3 separate regions of the Mus musculus genome follow, and all the other regions are linked to region 1. Evidence: chromatin contacts called from public capture Hi-C and promoter capture Hi-C data. All regions are on one chromosome and are shown on one strand. Each heading gives the region's core, a stretch centred on a gene start, on an enhancer-like site or on the middle of the called end of the contact. The rest is flanking DNA. Distances are from core to core; before and after follow the strand shown.

Region 1 (4,829 bases), core at 987-3,486:
GCCGGGGCTGGGCTCGTCCCACAGGGAGGTATGTAAGGGCAAGGCCTAGGAGGAGGGAATGACTCCACGGGGAATAAATGTAAGCTCCAGACAAGTACAGAACAGCCTGAAGGAGCCTGGCTCTTTAGATACAGCTCCTCCCATTGATTCCAACAAGCAAACTCCATCTGCTCCCCCAGGATCATCCCGAGGTCACTCCAGAGGCTGGCACTAAAGCCAGTATGAAATCTGAGAAGGACTGCTTCAGGCCAGGTAGCTCTGGAACGGATACACTGGAAGGGAGGGTGGGAACATACATCTTCAGAGAGTACAAGTAAGTCTCCAATCAGATGATGCAGAGAGGCCTTGGCCAGAAGCAGCCTAAGCAAGTGCCTACCCGGGAGCTGTCAGCAGCAGAATCCCCAAGGCCCAACTCCATTGGGACTTCATGCAGAGAGAAAACAATGGCTCATCTCCCTGGCAGCACATGAAACCAACCATGTGCCACCATGCCAACACTGTCCAGCCCCAAGGGCCAGCCAGGTTCCCTAAATGGACTCCATCCAACTAGGATTAACCAAATCTGTACCCTCCCGCCCCCTGAAAGCCAGTTATGGCTACTGTCCCTTGTACAGCCAGCCACTCAAGGAAGCAAAAGGAGACAAGAGACCGAACAAGAAGATATGTGTTCTCAACATTTGTTAGGTAAACAAGCCTCAAGAACAACAAATGTTTTTCTATGACTGCCCCTTGCTATCCAGTAGGATACCCCTACCTCTCGGATCATCCTTGGGAGTATTGGGGGTGGGGCGGGTGCATTCCTGCATTCCAGGCTGCTGGGAGAAGAATAGAATAGAAAAAGATGGCCTGGGCAATGGAGAAGTCTGGAAGGAGGCCATGGCAGAAAGCCATGTGGGCAGGTAAGGAAGGAAGGGCCCTGTAAAGTTGCCAGCAGAGCCAAGCCCCTTGGACCCAGCACAAAACAAGAGAGCCAGGCACACTCCTGCCTGTCCAGGACCGGTTTGACTTCCATCCAATAAGGAAAAGACCCTTTCTGAAGATAAATGAACATATAACTCAGACGGGTTTAGCTCCAGATATCTTTGTGAGCCTTTGACTGAAAAAAAGTGAGTCGGGTCCAGGATCATTCAGCATCCGTGTGGTTTCTAACGTGGGGGTGGGGGTGGCTGAGTGGCAGGTCTTGTGAGTTTCTGGTTCCCTCCAGAACTCCGCCTGCTTTTCTCCTGGATCTGGGCAGGAGCCGATTTGGTTATAAGTCTAAACCCTTCAGCACCCTACAGGGAACAACCTAAGATCCTAGAGTATCTATCCGAAAGGGGACCTGTGTCTACAGAAAGCCCAAAATAGCCCATTAGGCACTGCAACACTGCTGTCCAAGCCGGCTGCCCAAGAGAGATGGTAAATACCAGGTGCTCTGGGGGCATCATCCCAGCGGGCACTGAGCCCGCGTCTGAGCTTTGGCATTAGTGTCAGTCCCCAGAACTTCTGCTCTGTCACTGGAGTGCCCACCCCAAGGCCCTCATACCTTCTCCACGTTCTCCACAGTGAAGTCCAAGGCTGGTGCTGCTCCAGCCCCTGCAGCCCCCAGCTGCTCCTCCCGCCGCTCCATCTTTGCTCCCTGCCTGGCAGGGAGGTGGACCCTGATCTCTTTCTTGCCCCAGCCCTTTGGCTGTCGGCCCCCTGCTAGACCCCGGCTTGAGTACCCGGGAGGTGGTGGGATGAGGGGATGCCCAGGGCGGGCATGGCTGCCGAGGCCTGCCCACCTCGTTTGGAGGGGGAGTGGGTTGCAGAGGTCAAAAGATGTGCTCTTCGGAAAGGGACCCGCTAAGGCGGCTCCCAGAAGGGAGGCGTCCGTGAGGTACTCCCAGACAAGGGTCCTAGTGGGAGGTCACAGCTCTGTCCCTTGAATCAAAAGTCATAGGGGAGGGAGGCCTATAGGGGAAACAGAGGCCCTGGCCCGTGAGGGGTCACAGAATCAACGGCCTGTACCCATAACACCCCAGTCTGGACGAGCTTCTAGATGCTATGAGGTCAGGGGGGCTGGGAGATCACCCGGGAGAGAGCCCTTCGCGAGATACGGAGACGTCCAAGGAAGCACGGGATTGCAGTTTCGTGAGTCTGGGGCAGAGTCGGTAGAGTTGGGGGACTGAGATAGGTCCCCTCCGTTCGCCTGGCCCGCGATCTGTTCGCCTCCCGGCGTTGGCCCCGCTACGGTCGCTGCCTCCGCCCCAGTGACTGACAGACAGGCCGGCCCGGCCGGGACGGGGCGGGGACCTCAGCAAGACTCGGGCTGTCCCGAGCGCCTGTCGCCAGTACCACCAACTTAGGCCCCCACCCACGCTTGTCCTGGCCCGGCACGGCCAAGCACATCGAGACACGGCACGGCGGAACTACGCGGAAACTCATTCCGGGTCTTTGGCCCTGTCCTCGTGCTAGCTCGCGCGCCCCCGAACAGGCGACGGAACGGCACACCGCCAGGGGCCCCTGCCTGAAGCAAGGACCCGCCTCTATGCACCCTGGGAAATGTAGTTTTCGTCGGACCGGAAGGTGGCTCCTGAGGAGGGAGGCTTGGAGCACGTGGGTTGGGGGTCCTATGGAACCCTATCCTATTCTCGGCTTAGGGCAGAGGACCATCTTGCTCAGTCACATTGCCTAGGAGTGCAACTCTTGCGAAGACGTGATTCATGGGGCCTTTGGGTGGAGTTGGAAGCCAAGAATGGAGGGGAGAGGGTCACGTTTGGTCGGCGCTCAGGCACAGGGAACTGGTTGTGTTGGTGACCATCAGCACCCGCTAAAGAAGAGGAAAGATAGGAGTTACTTGGTGCCCCACAATTAAAAAAAAAAAAAAAAGCACTGTGGATCTGCTCGGGAGCAACCGGGAAATCATATTATTCTGCGCGCGCGCGTGTATGTGTGTGTGAAACGAGGAGGAGAAGGGAAATCGTTAAGGTTTTCATTATGTTTCAAGTAAGAATAGCTCATGGCTTTACCTTAGGTTTTGTTCTCTCTCTATTCTGCTGTGGCGGGTTGGTTTGTTTTGAGATGGAGTCTCTTGCCTTGGGGTGGGGAGTGTACCTCTTTAATCCCAGCACTCCCGGGATTACAGGAGTGTGCCACCAAGATGGGTGTCTGAAGTGCTGTGCCTCCCGCGCACCCTGTCAACTGAACCACATCCTCCACCTTCTTTGTTTTCAAGCGGGGATCTCACTATGTAGCCCGGGCTTGAGTGGGTATTTTTATTCATTGTCTTCAGCTAAAATGGGGAAATTGAGGTTGGAGGAAGGCAAGCCCTGCTCCCAGCAGGCACTTCCTCTCCATGCTCAACTTTTTCTTTCCTTGACTCCTGTCAGCAGGAAAGGAAATGATTTCAAACAGAAGGATCTTTCTTTTTCTTTTCTTTTCTTTTTTTCCAAGACAGGGTTTCTCTGTGAGGCCCTGGCTATCTTGAAACTCTGTAGACCAGGCTGGCTTCCAGCTCACCGAAACCCACTTGTGTCTGCTTCCAAAGTGCTAGAATTAAAGTTATGTACCACCATGCCCAGCCTAAAACTTTTTTTTTTTAGATAAATTATATTAAGCTCAATTTGGGCTTACTATATGGCTTCTCTCTCCTTATTGACTAAACTCTTCCCAACACAGCCTTCTAGCAGTAGCAAAGTTGGGTAAGAATAAGAAGGGCTGGCATACCGTCAGGAGGAGCAGCAATTTTGTAAACCTGGGGAGGAAACAGATTAAGACAAGAGCTGGAGTCACTATACAGGGCTTTACATGTGTCCCACCACACCAGGTGACACTTGTGCTCTAAGGGAGGAAGCTGGCTCTGGAAGTAGCTGCTGAGGCCAGAGAAGGTCGAAGAAACTTGACAAGATCTTGACGAATCCTCAAAGCCTGGGAAGGAGAAGGACTCACTTGGCTGCTAGAGGAAGTCCATCCATCACAATGAGTCAGCAAATCGTTGTCCAAAAGGAAAAAAAGAAAATGTTTTAAGCGTTTTAAAGAAGCCAATTGGATCCCTGTGAGTTTGAGGCCAGCCTGGTCTACAGAGTGAAGTCCAGGACAGCCAGGGCTACACAGAGAAACCCTGTCTCGGAAAAAAAAAAAAAAAAAAAAAGCACCAGCTGCTCTTCCAGAGACCTGGGTTCAATTCCCAGCACTCACAAGGTGGTTCACAACCGTTTTAGGGTTTCTATTGGTGTAACAAAACACCATGACCAAATTTGGCAGGAAAGGGTTTATTCATCTTACAATCCCATATTATAGTCCATCTCTGGAGAAGCCAGGACAGGAACTCAAGCATGGCCAGCCAGTCTGCATACCAGATGCTATCCTCAGAGATCTTTGGCCAGCCAAGTCGTGCGCAGAGAAGAGCAGCAGAGGGCTCAGCTAGCAAGCAGAGGTTCAGGGACGAAGCTGCTAGTGGTGAAAGCCTTGGGAGAGCGTTCTCTTCCCAGGAATTGTTACAGCTCTTGTGACAGATGCTCTCAGGTGACAGAGTAATTGCCACACACCTTGATTCCTTCTGGATAGGATCTTATATACAGTTTTGGGATGGGTTGGGGTCTGACAGCAGGTGCTTCCTATTGGCTTCTTTGGAGATATTTGGGATGCCTCATCTACACGTGGGGAGGAGCTTGGAGTCACTGCCCCTATGTGACCCATGGTCTCTGGGGCTGGGGCTCCATGACGGACCTGACATCAAGAGCAGGCGAAGCTCTTACCTCCCCTTTGGGTCCTGGGGCTTCCAACCCAGCTCAACCTTATCAGGCTTCCTCACAGTCTACTGCCCCACACAGGACTGGAAGCAGGAACTGATACAGATGCTATAGTGG
Region 2 (4,829 bases), core at 640-3,139, 900 kb before region 1:
AATCCCACCAGTCAAGAGGTGGATAAAGGAGGACCAGGGGCTCAAGGCCAGCCTCAGGTATAAAGTTTGAGGACAGCCTGGGCCTTGTGAGACTCTATCTCAAAGGGATGATAGTAATAGTAATAAATAACAACAACAACAACAACAGACAAAACTTGTCATATAATGTTCATCTGCTCAATAATTTCTGATCAAATAAGCAATCATTCAAAATAGCTTGAGTCAAGGCCAAGGCTCAATCAAAGGTCCAGGCCCAGGCCTAGGCTCAGACTGTGAAATTCCAGTTTAGACTCATGCTCCCTTTAAGTTGTCACCGTTGTGGTGTCCCCACTCCCCACTCCTACTTTTGAGACAGGTCTCCTTATTTAGCTCAGGATTTACAGTCCTTCTCCCTCAGCCTTTGAGATCACAGACATGCAATACCATGCACAACCACACTAAAAGCTTTTATATGCCAATATGAAGACAGGACTGTAGGCCCTGGGCTGCAGACACCATGGGGCTTGTTTCCTCCTGTGCTATCTGAGTTAAGAAGCTATTAAAAAAGAGTGCTTCTGTCTCTGTTTTCTTACGTTATGTTCATTATACATTCCACAGAAAAAACTTATGTTCCTTGCTATAGCCTACAAGCCGGTGGGGTCTGAATTCTCTGGTCTCCTCCATCTGGCTCCCTCTGGTAGCCTTTACTCACCCACTTCCCCTCTCACTTTATTTCTGCTGCAGTGCCCTTCCTACTCTTTATTGAACTCCGGGGTTTCTTTTGGGATTTGTTTGTTTGTTGCTGTTTTTTTGTTTTTTTGTTTTTTGAGACAGGGTTTCTCTGTGTAGCCCTGCTGTCCTGGAAATCACTCTGTAGACCAGGCTGGCCTCGAACTGACAGACATAGGCCTGCCTCTGCCTCCCAAGTGTTGGGATTATAGGCATTCACCACCACGGGCAGGATCTTTGCACTTGCTGTCTAGTCAGCTTGCAAGGCTCTTTCCCAAGGCTCAACCCGACTTACTCTCTTCAAACCATTAAGTGCTATTGTAAGACCCCCAAAGCTGGGCCTCAGCTCAAGTCCCGGGATGAGCTGGCCCGCACCCCAATAACTCAACAGCTCTTCTCTGCCGGGTATCCTTGGTAAAATTACAATTATCGCATCTCTGGTTGTAAGGTATAGAAACAAAAAGGCTTTTTGCTGGCTATAGAGAACAAAGAGCTTCTTTCTAGCTGTATTTTTAGAGAACAGGGAAAACAAGCTTGGGGGAATGTTTTAGGGGCTTTACCTCCCAGGGAGAAACGCTCTAAGTCCGGTTCTCACACTATCAGAAATGAATTTATTGTTTGAATGGCTAAAGTTTGCTGACACAAAGGCCAAATCAGGCATCTTGCACACTAGAAGCCTAACCAACCGCTGGCTTGCAAGGGAATTTAGTAGGTGTTTTGTTTTGCTTTGTTTTTTTAAATTCTTGAATCTTCTATGAGTGTTGGTGCAGGTCTTTAATCCCAGTCTACCGGGGGCAGAGGCAGGGGAGATTGCAGCTGGCGGTTCTCTGTGAGTTCGAGGCTAGCCTGGTTTACAGAGTGAGTTCCAGGACAGCCAGGGCTACACAGAGAAACCCTGTCTTGAAAAAAAAAAATCACAAAACAAAACAAAAAGTATTGACAAGCCAAATTTACAGTGCCGTGAGGCTGGGATTTAGAATGGCAACTCCGAAACGTTAGAGATTGAAGGGGACATTTAACAAGCACTAGGCAGCAATACAGAAACTCCACGCCACGGCTCGTCGGTCGCTTGGTCTCCGGCACGCTCCGCAAGAGCATCCTTGCCTTCTGCCATCTATTACTCGGCACTCGTTCCTCCTTCCTGAGTCGGCGCGTCGTATCGAACCGCTCGGCCACCGCGCGCCTGCGCTCTTGGCTTGTCAGCCAGAGGCGGCGTGGGGAGCGCTGGGAGAGGCTGCGGCGTGCGGATAGCTGAGGTAAAGCCGGGGCTAGTGCGGTGCCAGGCGGGGCACGAGCTGGCTGAGCAGGGAGAGCGGCGCGCGGATGCTGGAAAGCCGGGTTCCTGTGAGGGAGGCCAGCTAGCCGAGCAGGACCCGAGTAGGCAGACAGGGACTGCGCTCCCGAAATCGCCGGGCGAGACACTGCCGGCCCTGGCCGTAGAGCCATGCGTCCCGACTGGGGGACTGGAGAGTCCAAGCCTTGTGCAACAGATGGAAAAACTGAGTTTCAGGGAGGGACAGTTCTGCCCGAAGTCACACCGAGTGAGCACTAGACTCCCTTGGTGCCTTGCTGACATGGTTTCCACATTATTTATTCGTCCCACATTTATTTGGGCTCAAGGCAGGGACTAAATGGGATACAGTAAGGCCCTTTTAGGCAGCGCGCAAAGGTTTGGCAAACCAATTACAATGCAGTAGCCGATCTTACAATTTAGGACAGAAGACGGCAACTGTGAGGAAGGCATGACTGGGACTCTGTAAACGCCTCCTGTAAAACTTGGAGGCTGGTGAGACTCATCGACTTGGTATTGGGAGTCACGACGGTAAAGTTGAAACTTTTAAGTCTAGCCTTATGATTGGTTAGGTTCATAAGTATTCTTGTTTCTTAGGTTGCGTCTTTTTTTTTTTTTTTCCTCCTTAACCCAGAGATTGAGAACAGGAACTTTAGGTTCTAGCCACCTGGGTTCCAAATGTGTTCTTGTACACATTTGAGCTTAACACTAATGTGGGGTTGCTGTGAGGTTCACAGATGCTCATTCCACATATAGTATCTGGCATCTGACTGGGTGTATCCTGACAACACATAGTCCCCAACTTCAAGGAACTCACTCTTAATAGGCATTTAAATGAATGCCTGCAGTGAAGCCTATAAAGGTTGACACAGTCCGTACAGAGTATAGTAGAAGCAGCAGGTGAAAGAAGTCCCATCATTGGTGTGCAAAAAGTTAGTTGTAGCTTCATGCTATGCAAGATGATTTCTGAGCAGAGTCTTTTTAAAGAGTTTTGCTACTTGGTTACTTGTCCCAGGAGAAAACCAGCCTAAAGCAGGAGTAGCCGTAGACCTGCAGTTCTGGCTGCTAAGGTGGTAAGACTGGGAATCACTTGAGCCCAGGAGGTTAATTCACACTTTATAACCAGGTATTGGCACTAGATTCACAAGCATCAATATGATGACCTCTAGAAGTGGTTCTAGAGTCTGGAACCACCAGGTTGCATGTACTGATCTGTAGTGAGGGTCACATCTAGGAAAGGCCATCACACTAGCTATGACAGCGTAATAATACCTGTCCACTTAAAAAGGACCTATAGGGGGCTGGAGAGGTGCCTCAGTGATTAAAAGCAGCGTATATTCTTCCAAAGGACCTAGGTTCAGTTCTCGGCACCTACATGATAGCTCAGAACCATCTATAACTCCACTTACAGGGGATCTGACTCCATATGTGCACTCAACACACACATAAAATTAAAAAAAAAATAAGTATTTGTTACAAAAGAAAACCCAGAGTTATAGCACAGTATATTTTAGTTGGTATAGTGTGTTTTCCGTGATCCAGCATCTGTCCAATAATATGAAACATGTATATAGTGCGTGTGATAGGATGAACGTTACTTTGCATGTCTTATAGAGAAATACTTTTTTATTCTTGTGTAGGGGATCCAGCCTAAGGCCTCATAAATACCAGACAAGTGAGCCCTCATTTAATCCCAACAGCTTCATGAATGTGTGGATGTGTATATTCCTAAATACATAACTACAGCTGCTCTCTCATAATCATGTTGATTATGTGTATTTCCCCAGGACTGGTCATTTGGTATTGGATAATCAATTGATGTTCACTATTTCACTTGCTCTCAGAATTTCTTAGTTGCCTGTAGTTTTTTTTTTTGCTTAGGGTTGAGGCCTTGTAAGCTTTCCCTCCCAGACATTAACATGTCAGTTGGTGTTATCCTTGTTCAGGTCTCGTTTAGGAAGCCATGTTGGTGACACTTTATGGCTGTATAGTCTCTGGCATATCTAGGAGACACAGACCATATCTAGCAAACCTCCTGTCCCTCTGTCTTTTTAATGATCACGGAGCCTTGGCTGCGGGACTTTCTTACAGGTATTAGTTGGGACCAGGCTCCACAGCTCTTTGTTTTGATCAGTTGTGGTCTTCTGTGATGATCTAAATCTTTTGCAAAGGACCATTTCCTTTATGAAGGGTGAGAACTACAATTCTCCAGCCAGACCCTAAAGAAGCTTGTGTTTTTGAGACAGGGTCTCACGTGTAGTTTTGGCTGTGCTGGAATTAACTCTGTTGAGCAGACTGGCCTTGAACTCATGGAGATGCGCCTGCCTCGGCCTCCCAAGTGCTGGGATTAAATATGCCACCACCACTGGCACTTGAATTTGTCTGTTCTTAACTATAAACAACTCAAGGGCGAGGACCAGAAGTTTTAAATTTATATTATCTGCTTTTACTGAGATCAGAGCTAAAACTGTTGGCCAGAGAAGGCGAGAACAATCTTTGCTACCGTGAGGGAGTGTTTCTTACTCTGGTAACTAAATCAGAAGTGGCACGTCTGGTGTAGGTGGGAAGTACTCATGTAAATAGAGACAAATAGTACTGTGTATCATTTGACTTAAGCCACTCTTTCTCTTCCTGTGCTTGCAGCTTTATAAAAATGGAGTTTCAAGCGGTGGTTATGGCCGTTGGTGGGGGATCTCGGATGACAGACTTGACTTCCAGCATTCCCAAGCCTCTGCTTCCAGTTGGAAACAAACCTTTAATTTGGTACCCGCTGAACCTGCTTGAGCGTGTTGGATTTGAAGGTGAGCTGTAGCTGTGATAGGATGCATTC
Region 3 (4,829 bases), core at 1,690-4,189, 630 kb after region 1:
TCTTTCCAAACCTGTAGAGTCCTCTTGACCCTTCCCCCTTTTCTCATGAGAAGAGAAACCCCAGGTCTGGGGCTCTATAGCCTGGGATGAGTGGGCTGTGGGGTCGGGCGTAAGGGTCTCTCTCTGAGGTGAGATGCCATGGTGCAGACAGAACTACAGCCACCTTTCCCCCATAATTTATTTCATTTTCACTATAGTCACTTTTTAATTGAACATTTGCCAGGAGCCCAATCATCTTGCCCAAGAGGCAATTATTCTTAAGCATCAATAGCAACACTGTTCTAAGAAACTGAGGCAGGAGTGTCTGAGTCACCTCTCACTGGCCCCAGCTGCTAGGTTACAAGCTCAAAGGTGTTTCCCCAGTCAGGTCCATCTCATCCGGAAGCCATTTCTCTCAGTTTTCCCGAGAGTCACTCTCTGAAGAGTGATCACTAGTGTCGTTGTGGATAGGCAACAGTCACCTCTGTGGAGATCCTTGATGATGTCATAGGGCAAGGCTGGAGTTGTAGGGTCTTGGAAATATGGGTCAAGTCTTCAGAGACTCCAGATGAGTATCCTCTAGAGACCCCAGGACCAGGCATAGAGCATGACAGTCCATGATACAAACAGCCCCAAGGAGGTATCCCTCACCTTCTCATGGAATGGATATGAGGGTGCACACGAGCTCCTAATCACATATCATGAAATGCCATGGCGGGGGTGGGGGCGACACACATATATGCGTGCACCTGTGAATGTCTGCCACAAGTTCTGGGGATACTGAGGCAGGGCATGGGAAGAAGGGCTCCATCTCTGTCAGATGAGGCTGGCAATGCTGGAGGTGGTCTCATGACGCTGGCCAGAAGACAACTGTCCTGAGATGCTAAAGATGCTACTGTTATCACCGTGGCCATTTTGGGCGGAGAATGCCTCTGTACAGATCGGAGGGCAGTGTCCACTCACACCCACCTGGTACAGTAGCAACCCCAGCAGCAAGACTGAGCCCAAGGAAGCCAAGGTAATGCCCACAGACAGCATGGCAGCCAGTGGCCGTGCCGGGGCCGGGGCAGCAGCCAGCCCAGCCAGGGTCAGGCCAGTGACCAGCAGCACAAAGCCACTGAGCAACACTACAACAGCGTCGGCGCCTCCGCCGCTGCGCAGCAAGGCCACGTGCTGGGCCTGGCGTATGCAGTTCATATCCTGCACGGCAGAGCTCATCAGCTGCTTCACCAGAACCAGCAGGGCCAGCAGACAGAGCACAGTGCCCACGGCTAGTCGCCATTCGCCGGATCGGCTGCTGGTGGAGGACAGCAGCGCCACACCACCGGCCCCACAGCCAGCCACAAGGATCACGGCCACGGAGAAACAGAGCAAGGAGCGACGGGGCTGCTGGGACCACCATAGCTCCACCTGCTCTGCCAGCACATCTGGGGGCAGCCCCCTGCCCACTGAGGCTTGCTGGGACATGGCTTGGTCAGGCAGGGTCAGGACAGAGGATCACTGTCAGGGTTCAGAGGGTGTTTGTCGTGACCCTGTGTCCCCATCACCTGGTTGCCAGCGAGAAGCCCAGTCTCCTCTTCTTAGTCCAGGCTATGGTTACCCTCACCTGCAGGACAGGATCACAAGTTATTTCCCACCCATCTGGCCCTATAGCCTCATCTGGGAGTCTCAGGGAAGGGCCCCAAGAATCTTCCCCGGGGTCCTCAGGACCTATTCCCAAGAGCTACAACCCTAGCACTGCACCTTGCCAAAGCACCTCCCCTGACCCCAACAGAGTTCCCTCCACCACAGAGCTCCCCTTCCCCTTCAGAGAATCCCCTTGCCCAGCTCCTGACCTCTCACACAGGCTGTCTCGGTGGCCTGTTCCATCCAGGCTGTCGGAGGAAGCTGGTGGTGCCACAGTGGATGACAGGACAAACTGTCAGAGATAATGCCTCATTCAGGATCAGACTCACATGGCCTCAGCTGTCACTGCTGGGTCCTGGGTGGGGGAAGCTATGGGAAAGGGAGGCTGGTGACTTAACCCTTCTGGAACCAGCAGGCTGAGCCTGACCCTTCTCTCATAGGGCTGTACCCTTCCTTCTCTGTGGGTCAGGATCTGACCCCTAACACCGTTCTTCCTCTAGTTCCACCCTATCTCCGTCAGGCAAAAGAAGACGCATGCTCCAAGTCTCTCCTTCCAGTGCTGGTCGTCTCTGATGCAACAGGGCCCAACCCAAATTCCTCATCTTACCCTGAACCTGTTCCTCCTGTGTTCCTTTCTCAAGATGCTGTTACCACCCACCCTCCCTCTCGGCCCACTCCGGGGGCTCCTCAGCGCCTTCTGCTTTTGCCAATCCATGGCCCCAGGGGCTGTCTCTTGCCTCTAAACATATCTCTATCCAGTCCTGTTCTCGGCGCTCATCCAGAACCTGCCTGCTCCCCACGGGTCCATCCCCTGCTAAACGGCTCCACGTGTTCTCTAAGGCAGCAAAAGGAGGACTCAGGATTTGAACCGCAGCCTAGTCCTTCCCATCGTGGGAATGTGGGGAGGGATCTAACAGTGTTACTCATTTAACCTGTTCCCTACAAGACAGGCGGCATGACTCACATCAGGTAAAAATAAAGCTAGCACTGCCGGCAAGGAACCCAACTTCCGGCAGCAGGAGAGACCGATCCTGTAGGTGTCAGCTGCGAGTCCAGGAGGGACGGGAGTGGGGCAGGGAAGCCCCAGCTCACCTCTTAGAGGCTTTTTCTGAAAAGTGAGGACAGAGAAGTTAATTCTGAGGAGTGGGAGAAGTCATCTAACATACTCCTTTTAGACTTCCCACGGGGCAAAGGAGCTCAAAACATACTTTTTTGAGCCAGAGAGACTCGGGGTGAATCAGAACCCACATGGACCACACTGCCGAGACCACGTTTTTACTCCAACGAGACAGAGTAGGGGACCGCTCTGCCCTTTGCAGAGAGGTTGCCTGGCACGCAAGGTGGGTGGGGTAAATGCCCACGCCCCAAGGGTGGTTGGGGGAGGGACCGTGGGCGGAGTCTGTCCCAGCATTCCTCAGGACTGTGGCTTGCTCATCTGAAGGTGCTGACACCGTCTATTGGGGAACGACCCCAGCGTGGGTGGAGGTTCCCGGTAGTAGAACCCGTGAAAAAGGTGGGGGTGGGGCGTATGGGGCACTCACGGGACGCCTGGCTGTGCTGAATCCGATTTGAGCAGGCAGGACCCAGCAGGTTGGGCGCTCTAGGTCTGTTTCCGGGGAGACGCTTCACCTGCCTAACCTGCACCCAGGTGAGCTGGAAGGAGGGGGGGATTAACAGGTGCTGTTTCCAGGGCAGGGCCTGAGCCAATTGGCTGACGTGGCCCTGCGACTTCAGTGGGGCTGAGACATTCCTGGGAAGGGAGGGGCTTCTGTCCGCTGCTGGTAGGTCTGAAACACAATATGCAGATTGGGTCAGCAGGAGGAAAGAATGCTGGCCCTCTGCCCCAGTCTGAGCCCTAGCCCACCCCACAACTCCAACTTAATTTTACCTTCAGCCCCTCCCCGAAGATCTACAGCCAGGCCTGCAATCTTTGCACCCTGAGAGGCTGAGGCAGGAGGAGAGCCAGTAGGAGGTTCCAACTGGCCTGAAACCTCCTCATTCCAGCTGATTCTGGACTTTAGTTCTGAATCCCACTGTATCCTCAGCCCCAGCGTCCAGCATCAGCGATACCCCAAACCTAGCTCCAGCTCTGTCTTAGGCTTTCCCCCAATAAGCCCTTTGTTTATTTTCCTTGAGGCCTCAAGTGAGTGGCAGGATTAGCCTGCCCCATGAGTGGGTAGAGGCCTTTCAGGTAGACAGCTGGAGCTGGACAGTTGGATAAGTTTCACAACTCTTGACAAGGCAAAAGAAGCCCTTGCCCTTCAGCTGGACTGTCCCCCACCTACCTCCGGCCTCTCTCTGGCCGAGTCTGGCCAACTTGAATCATTGAGCTGAAATGCCTTGGCTGATCTGGCTGATCCGACTGCACTCACGACCCGTGTTTCTTCCATATTCATTCGCAACAGATCTTTAGTTAGTTAGCTTTCACCCCTGACCCAGAGGTGTATCCCCAGCCACTGCAGGGATAAGTACTAGTTTACTAACCACCATGACCTCAGCAGCCAGCGGTAGCCTGTACGCGTAGGGTAATCGATAAATGTTTGTTGAGTGGCTGGCTAAATAAAAGTGTGAACTGACTGACGGTGTGACTATTTTGACCTTTGAGCTTTTGGGATGAAACCAGAAGGACAAGTTGGGCCCAGGCTGTGTGGTCCTGGAGGGCCTCAGGGATGCATTTGGACAATGCTGGGTGTCCACAGGGGTGTTCAAGGTGGAACCGGGATATGGTTCAGGGCTCTGCTTCTAATCAGCAAGTCTGGGTCCTAGACACCATGCCCCAAGTGGGCAGAGGGTGACTGGTTGGAGAATGTACAGTTTGTCCCACATCTTCTGTCCTACCCCTTCTGTAAACTATATGTTAGTATGTTCTTCTCTCTGCATTTGATGTGTATTTAAAAAACTAAACAAACCACTACCAGCAGCAGCAGCAGCAGCAGCACCACCAAAAATCCCAAACAACAGAATGAAATCCAAGTCAATCTTCCCCAGATCAGGGCACAGGGTAACTGTGCCTGGCCTGGCTTCCTCTTTGCTTTGTTCGCTGCAGAAGACAGGGAGCCTCCTAAGTCCAGAGCAGCGTGGTCTGTATGTCTAAGTGTCAGCTTAGTTATGTATTTGTTTTACATTTCTCTCACATATTACATCCAAATTCAACTCCAGTTTCCTCTCCTCTCCTCCTCTCAGAGACTCTCCCTCTCGCTCCCTCAGATCCACTCCTCTCTCAT

What was found. Capture Hi-C pulls out chosen DNA fragments and counts their contacts.
Region 2: a promoter capture Hi-C map of adipose tissue shows a contact between it and region 1. The contact joins the promoter of Eif2b3 here to the promoter of Ipo13 in region 1. A contact is called at or near these places in 1 of 39 promoter capture datasets (liver) and 1 of 9 other capture datasets (adipose tissue).
Region 3: a capture Hi-C map of embryonic stem cells shows a contact between it and region 1, with 3 times the contacts expected there. The contact joins the promoter of Tmem125 here to the promoter of Ipo13 in region 1. A contact is called at or near these places in 1 of 39 promoter capture datasets (embryonic stem cells), 3 of 115 datasets of contacts at active chromatin or transcription factors (embryonic stem cells, epiblast stem cells and extraembryonic endoderm stem cells) and 1 of 9 other capture datasets (embryonic stem cells).

The regions. Positions count from the first base shown.
Region 1 is chr4:117,912,763-117,917,591 of GRCm38.p6, forward strand. Ipo13 (importin 13) reads right to left here and starts at 2,237. Exons shown (of 20, transcript NM_146152.3): 1 at 1,526-2,237. The coding sequence starts at 1,609.
Region 2 is chr4:117,017,513-117,022,341 of GRCm38.p6, forward strand. Eif2b3 (eukaryotic translation initiation factor 2B, subunit 3) reads left to right here and starts at 1,890. Exons shown (of 12, transcript NM_001111277.2): 1 at 1,890-1,964; 2 at 4,643-4,800. The coding sequence starts at 4,653.
Region 3 is chr4:118,540,787-118,545,615 of GRCm38.p6, forward strand. It overlaps Tmem125 (transmembrane protein 125), which reads right to left and starts at 2,940. Exons shown (of 4, transcript NM_172383.3): 1 at 2,814-2,940; 2 at 2,570-2,713; 3 at 1,815-1,974; 4 at 155-1,585. The coding sequence starts at 1,446. The coding sequence ends at 796.